Regions from separate parts of the Zea mays genome. Here region 1 is linked to region 2. The links are chromatin contacts, called in public Hi-C maps. All regions are on one chromosome and are shown on one strand. The core of a region is the stretch at or near the end of the contact, and the rest is flanking DNA. Distances in the headings are between cores, read along the strand shown.

The links. Hi-C and Micro-C count contacts between places; a contact is called where the count stands out from the background.
Region 1: a Hi-C map of tassel shows a contact between it and region 2, with 2.2 times the contacts expected there. The contact joins the promoter of LOC100191453 here to the promoter of LOC100191357 in region 2. A contact is called at or near these places in 2 of 25 Hi-C or Micro-C datasets (ear and tassel).

What each region holds. Positions count from the first base shown.
Region 1 is chr5:11,285,721-11,288,607 of Zm-B73-REFERENCE-NAM-5.0, reverse strand. It overlaps LOC100191453 (NADH-ubiquinone oxidoreductase subunit), which reads right to left and starts at 1,271. Exons shown (of 5, transcript NM_001136886.1): 1 at 799-1,271; 2 at 241-487. The coding sequence starts at 1,213.
Region 2 is chr5:11,101,424-11,104,241 of Zm-B73-REFERENCE-NAM-5.0, reverse strand. It overlaps LOC100191357 (ATP binding protein), which reads right to left and starts at 1,520. Exons shown (of 9, transcript NM_001136791.1): 1 at 1,021-1,520; 2 at 470-578; 3 at 300-381. The coding sequence starts at 1,065.

The sequences.
Region 1 (2,887 bases), core at 22-2,521, 180 kb before region 2:
AATTTAAAAATAGCATCACATATCAGCCAATGTACAGAACTTGCACAAGTTGCGAGAACAATTGTTCTACAGCACGAGATGACAACAAATTAAAAAAATACAGTAGACTGAAGCATGAAAAGATCAGATAGAATGTTTGAAGAATGACCCTGCAGAATACACATATATAAACAGGATAGGCCTGAAAAATTACCTGAAACAAGAACAATAGACTTTTATCAACAAGCAAAAAAGCATCACCTTGTACATTGGATGCAACGAGTCATCACTGTCTTAACCAAGGGACCCAGATTCTTGTCCACAACTGACCGCTTCATCTCAGTGAACCGACCGCGGTCAGCACCAAATGCCATAGACTGATCCTGGAGGTCGCACTCCCCACCCTGATCACAGATTGGGCAGTCCAGTGGATGGTTCATCAGCAAGAACTCCATGACACCCTCCCTCGCCTTCTTCGCCACTGGGGTGTTTGTCTTGATTTTCATCCCTAATTCAGCAAGAATGATCATTCAGTGCTCCAAAATTCACTAATTCAGGTACATCAATTTGAGGTATCTAGTTTCTCCAACCAATTTTGAATGGTATGGGAACCAAACAAGTAAATCTATGCAGAACCCTAAGTTGCTGAGGCAGCGAGGTACCAAGGAAATTAATGGATCTGAGCATTTGAGGCACATGACACTAGCTAATGAACGAACGGAGACCAACATTACCCACTTTTCAATATTAGAACAGCACGAAATAACATGAAAATCGCCGACGGAATGCAAAGGGGGCGTATGAGTGGCCGCGGCTAACCTGGCAGCGCGGGCATGGCACAAGATGCAACGGGCTTAGGCGACTTCTCGACCTCAACGAGGCACATACGGCAGTTCCCAGCGATGGAGAGTCGGCTATGGTAGCAGAAACGCGGGATGTCGACGCCGGCGACCTCGCAGGCCTGTAGCACGGTGAACCCTTTGGGGATCCGCACCGCGTGGCCATCCACGAACACCTCGAGCGCGTCCTCCGGGTTGGGAGGAAGCTCCACGCGGGCGCCGCCAACAGGCTCCCGGGGTGGAGGCAACTCCGGGTCAGCCGGCGCCACCGCCGCGCCGGCCTCCGGCGATCCCGCGGCGGCGGTCCGGGAGATCCAGCGGCAGGACGCGGCGACGGAGGGGCACGACGACAGACGCGAATTGGACTGGCGGAGAGCCCGCGCTAGGAACGCCATGGCGGCGGCGATGGCGAGGAGATGGGATCGATTGGAGACGGTAAAGATACAGGAGCCCTCGACCTTGGGAGGGTGGTCGGTCAGAGGGATGGGAACATATCCTGCGGTGAGCCTCCGTGCCAGCACTTCAAAATCTGTGGATCCGTGAACAATCTAATAATTGACCATTAACTTTTACTGTACGAAGTGTCCAAACCAAAATTTTCAAAACAATACATCAACTTTCAAAACGACTCTTCCCTCTCATCTGATATATTTTTAAATATATTCTCACACCTTCACCAACGTGTTGGTTTATATGATTGCACCATTCACCAACGTGTTGGTTTATATGGTTGCATCGAGTGATTGAACTACACCTGATATGTTTCAATTTTCAATACCCTCTTTCAGCTCAATTCATATCTGAGCAAGTGAAAAATTATTAGTCATTATTGTAATACTCACAAATACATTATATTTAAAGTGCTCATATAAGCATGAAAGCTTTATATACACAAGATAAATTCCTTAAGAGGGATGGGTTGTCTCCATAGAAAGGTGGCAGTGGCCCTACTACATATACACGAGGTTTTGAGATAGGTGAGAGGATGACATGTATGTTTGATCTACGGACCCCTATGGTGGTGGAAAGTTGGTTTTGCGGTGATGGAAGGGGCTCATGGACGCTGAATTTCGGTTTGGTGCTGAATCCCAACCTTGGATGGGCACGTTGTCTGGTCAACACCCATGAAATGGTTTAGTGGGGAAGAATCCAATGCGGATAGTCTGATGTCATGTCGTGCCACATCGGCCTAGGTTTGTTTTAGGGCTGAAGGATGTTATGGGCCCACCGGAGGTCGTACAACACCGGGACATGGGCCCTACACCTAACTAACATGAAGATTGTCCCAAGGTGATTTCCTAATGGATAATTCTCGGGTATAAGTATGACACATTAAAAGAAATAATGAGTGACATTATGGGGTGAAAGGGAAATAGGATCAAACCTTTTCCTAAATGATTTTGGTGGTTGAAATATCTGTCGGCGTTTCGACCCCGGGGGGGTCCCTGGACCGACGAGTAAATTGTCGCCGCGTGTCCCAGCCCAGATGGGTCGGCACGAGACGGAGCACGAAGGGGGGAAAGGAGACAGGCACAAAAGGGGGAAACTCACGGCCTTCATATTGTCCTGCGCCCAGGTCGGGTGCGCTTGCAGTAGGGGGTTACAAGCGTCCACGTGGGAGAGAGCGAGGGACTTGCGCGTCGGCCCGTTCTCCCGCGCGGCCAACCTCTCTGTACGAGAGCCCTGGACCTTCCTTTTATAGGCATAAGGAGAGGGCCCAGGTGTACAATGGGGGATGTAGCAGTGTGCTAACGTGTCTAGCAGAGAGGAGCTAGAGCCCTAAGTACATGCCGTCGTGGCAGCCGGAGAGGTTTTGGCACCCTGTTCATGTGATGTCGTGGTCGTCGGAGGAGCGCTGGAGCCTTGCGGAAGGACAGCTGTCGGGGCTGTCGAGTCCTTGCTGACGTCTCCTTGCTTCCGTAAGGGGCTTGAGAGCCGCCGTCGTCATGGTGCACGCGGGGCGCCATCATTATTTGTTTACCGGGACAAGCCAGATGGGACGCCAGTCTTGTTCCTCGTAGCCTGAGCTAGCTAGGGGTAGGGTAATGATGGCCCCTCTTGTGACGTGG
Region 2 (2,818 bases), core at 271-2,770:
ATGATCACATTTTACAGGGCTTATGTTCTAATGGTCAAAGTAATGAACCGTGCCCTTTAAAATAATATGTAATAAATGTTGAAACTCAAAATATCAGTCTCACAGAACAAACAAGTGCAAAAAAAAGGTAAAGCAAATCCAGTTTCAGCTCATAACAGTCTGGCTTTGCAGGTCCAACCCATTAGCAAGCAATAAGTGTAAAAATGCACCAGCAGAAGTGCATTAGTTCAGAACTAATCAATTACATAGCTTTGGCAGCCTATAAAATAAACAAATATAATGCTTAAATAACAGGATACTCCATGCAGTAGATGAGACCGCCATTTGGCCCCAACCCAATCTCCTCCATAACATCATCCAATGAAATCAGCTCTCTGATATCTACCAAAATGCAAGGCAATAAGAAGTCAGAGCAATACTTTACTGTGGACAAGAGCTTTACATTGTAACAATTAAGCAGAAAAATTACCCATATCTACAGGATAGTCGAAGTGCTCAGCAGCTGGATCAAGATTGACAATATGAATTGTCCTTCCCACGGTCTGGCAATGGTCGTATAAACTGGAGCAATAAGTTGACTGCAAGCACGCCACAAGTAACCAATTAGAGCAAGCTATCATCTACCTCCTCCTTAATCAGACCCTAGACCCCAGTGCGGCAAGTATTCAAAAGTTAAACATCTTTTTGCAAGTGATCTTAAGGGTACATGTGCCGTAACCCAAGATTAATTCATGTGTACAGCAGGGGATTGAGTTGGGAAATCAGTTCATTGCCCTCTGTCCCCTGTAATCTAAAAGGGAATTTGTTTATCCAAACTTAACCCCACCCGAAACAGAGAAGGAAATCGCCTCGCACGGGAAACAAAACCCTACCAGATCACTACGAAACAAGAAGGAACTGAAACATTATAGCAGAGGGAACACCGGAACACCATCAGAGCCCGTCCCCCAGCGGGCGAGCAAAGCAGTCACCCAAAGGCAAGGGGGAAGGCTACGGGAGTCGAAAGGTCAGGGGACTTACCTTGCCGCTCCCAGCGGGGCCGATGACGAGCTGCGCGTACCCCATGGTGACGCGAGGGCGGGTAGATCGAAGCGAGTCGGCGGGAGAGGTTGCAAGTATAGTAGGACCTACAAAGCTGGAGGTGGGGTGTGCTACAGGGGGGAGGTTAGGGTTGGGGAGTGGGGAGTGGGAATCAGAAGGCGGAGGAGATGGCAGCGGCGAGGTAAGCGGCGCACCAGATGGCGGCGGCGAGGAGGGTGCTGATTAGGGCGGACAAGGCCATCGACGCCTTCAATACGGAATAGAAAATTCAAAAATATCGCAAGCCGAGATGAAGATGAATATATCTACTGGCGCCCTCGTGGCCTCCCCTTCCTCTTTGCTCTCCTATGGCCAGTTCAACGGCGGGGATCAGGAGCACCACCACCGTCGACGGAGGCAGAAGAGGCGGCGCTTCGGGGTGGGGGAAGGAGCGGCGGCGCTGGGGCAGGGCAAGACACCGACGCCAGGATGGATGAAGGTGGTAGCGGAAGGAGCCGCGGCGTTTACTGGGATAGGGTTTTTATTGCCTCACCGGCTCACCCCCAGTGTCTAAACTCACTCACTACACACGTGGAATGTACACGGCAGTTGTGGCTGGGACGAAATGGAGAGAATTTTGCCATTACCAAACACGGCGGTTGTGGCTTCGACGAAATGAAGACTAAAGAGAGAGATTCGACTATATGAAAAATTAGGGGAAAATCTACACTCTGAAATGGACAAGACGACTCCATTACCAGGTAAAAACGATGATTATTCCACTGAAACTGACGTCGTCACACATCTGTTACCCTCTATCGTTACAAGTTCACCGCCTGCCACTTCGTTTCCTCTTGCTTCTCACTCTCTCTCTGCACCCAGTCGTTCTTTCCTTTCCTCTTGCTCCCTTCCACGCGCAACCGAACCCTAGGCGCCTCACTCAAACCCCATGGATCGAACTGCTCCGGTCGTGGCTGTGGCAGAAGCTGTTGATGCTGCTCGTGCTGCGGCTGTTGCAGTTGCAGAGGCTAGATGTGCGGCGTTGGTGGCTGAGAAGGAGGCACGAGCGGCGGTGCAATCTGCCAGTATTGCCGCGGATAAGGTTCAACTTGTCGTCGAAGCTGTGAAGTATCGAAGCTTTGTTGAAGATAACTCCATGGTGGAATCCTTGGTGACTGATTTTGTTTCTCTTTTCCTTTGCCGCATGTGGAATGATAGGGTTTAGGGCTGTTGTTCATTCAAAATAGGGTTAGTTCTTCACAAGCATGGTAACTTAGTCGTCCACTTGATCAAGAACTAGTTTTATTTCTACAAGAACATGTTGATTTGAAGTATCACGTTAGCATCAAGAACTCACTCTGATATGCCATTCAAGAGATGAGGAGGCAATCTTCACTGTTACATACCATCAATAGGTTGTGTTGTAGTATCCCAGAAGTTGAAGGGGTAAGGTTGGAAAGCTTGCTGGCCATTTGAAGGATGTTTGCAAGAGGCTCGAGAAGACTTGTATTGTGTGTGAAGAAGATATGGAGAATAAATCTCCTAGTTGGGACCTTCATCATCCCCCTTCAAAAGCACTTGTATTGTGGTTGACATGGTGCTCAAAAACTTCCTTCCTATATGCCCTCGTAGCTGGATACATGTGCTCAGAACCTGTGTGGCTTTTGACATAGTTGGCCATTAGATGTCTGAAGCACTCTCGCTTCTCAGCATTAGGGAAACACTCTGCTGCATGTATTAAACCTTTCTGAGCGTCCGAACATATAGCGAGTATTGAAATATCTCCAACGTCCTTCTT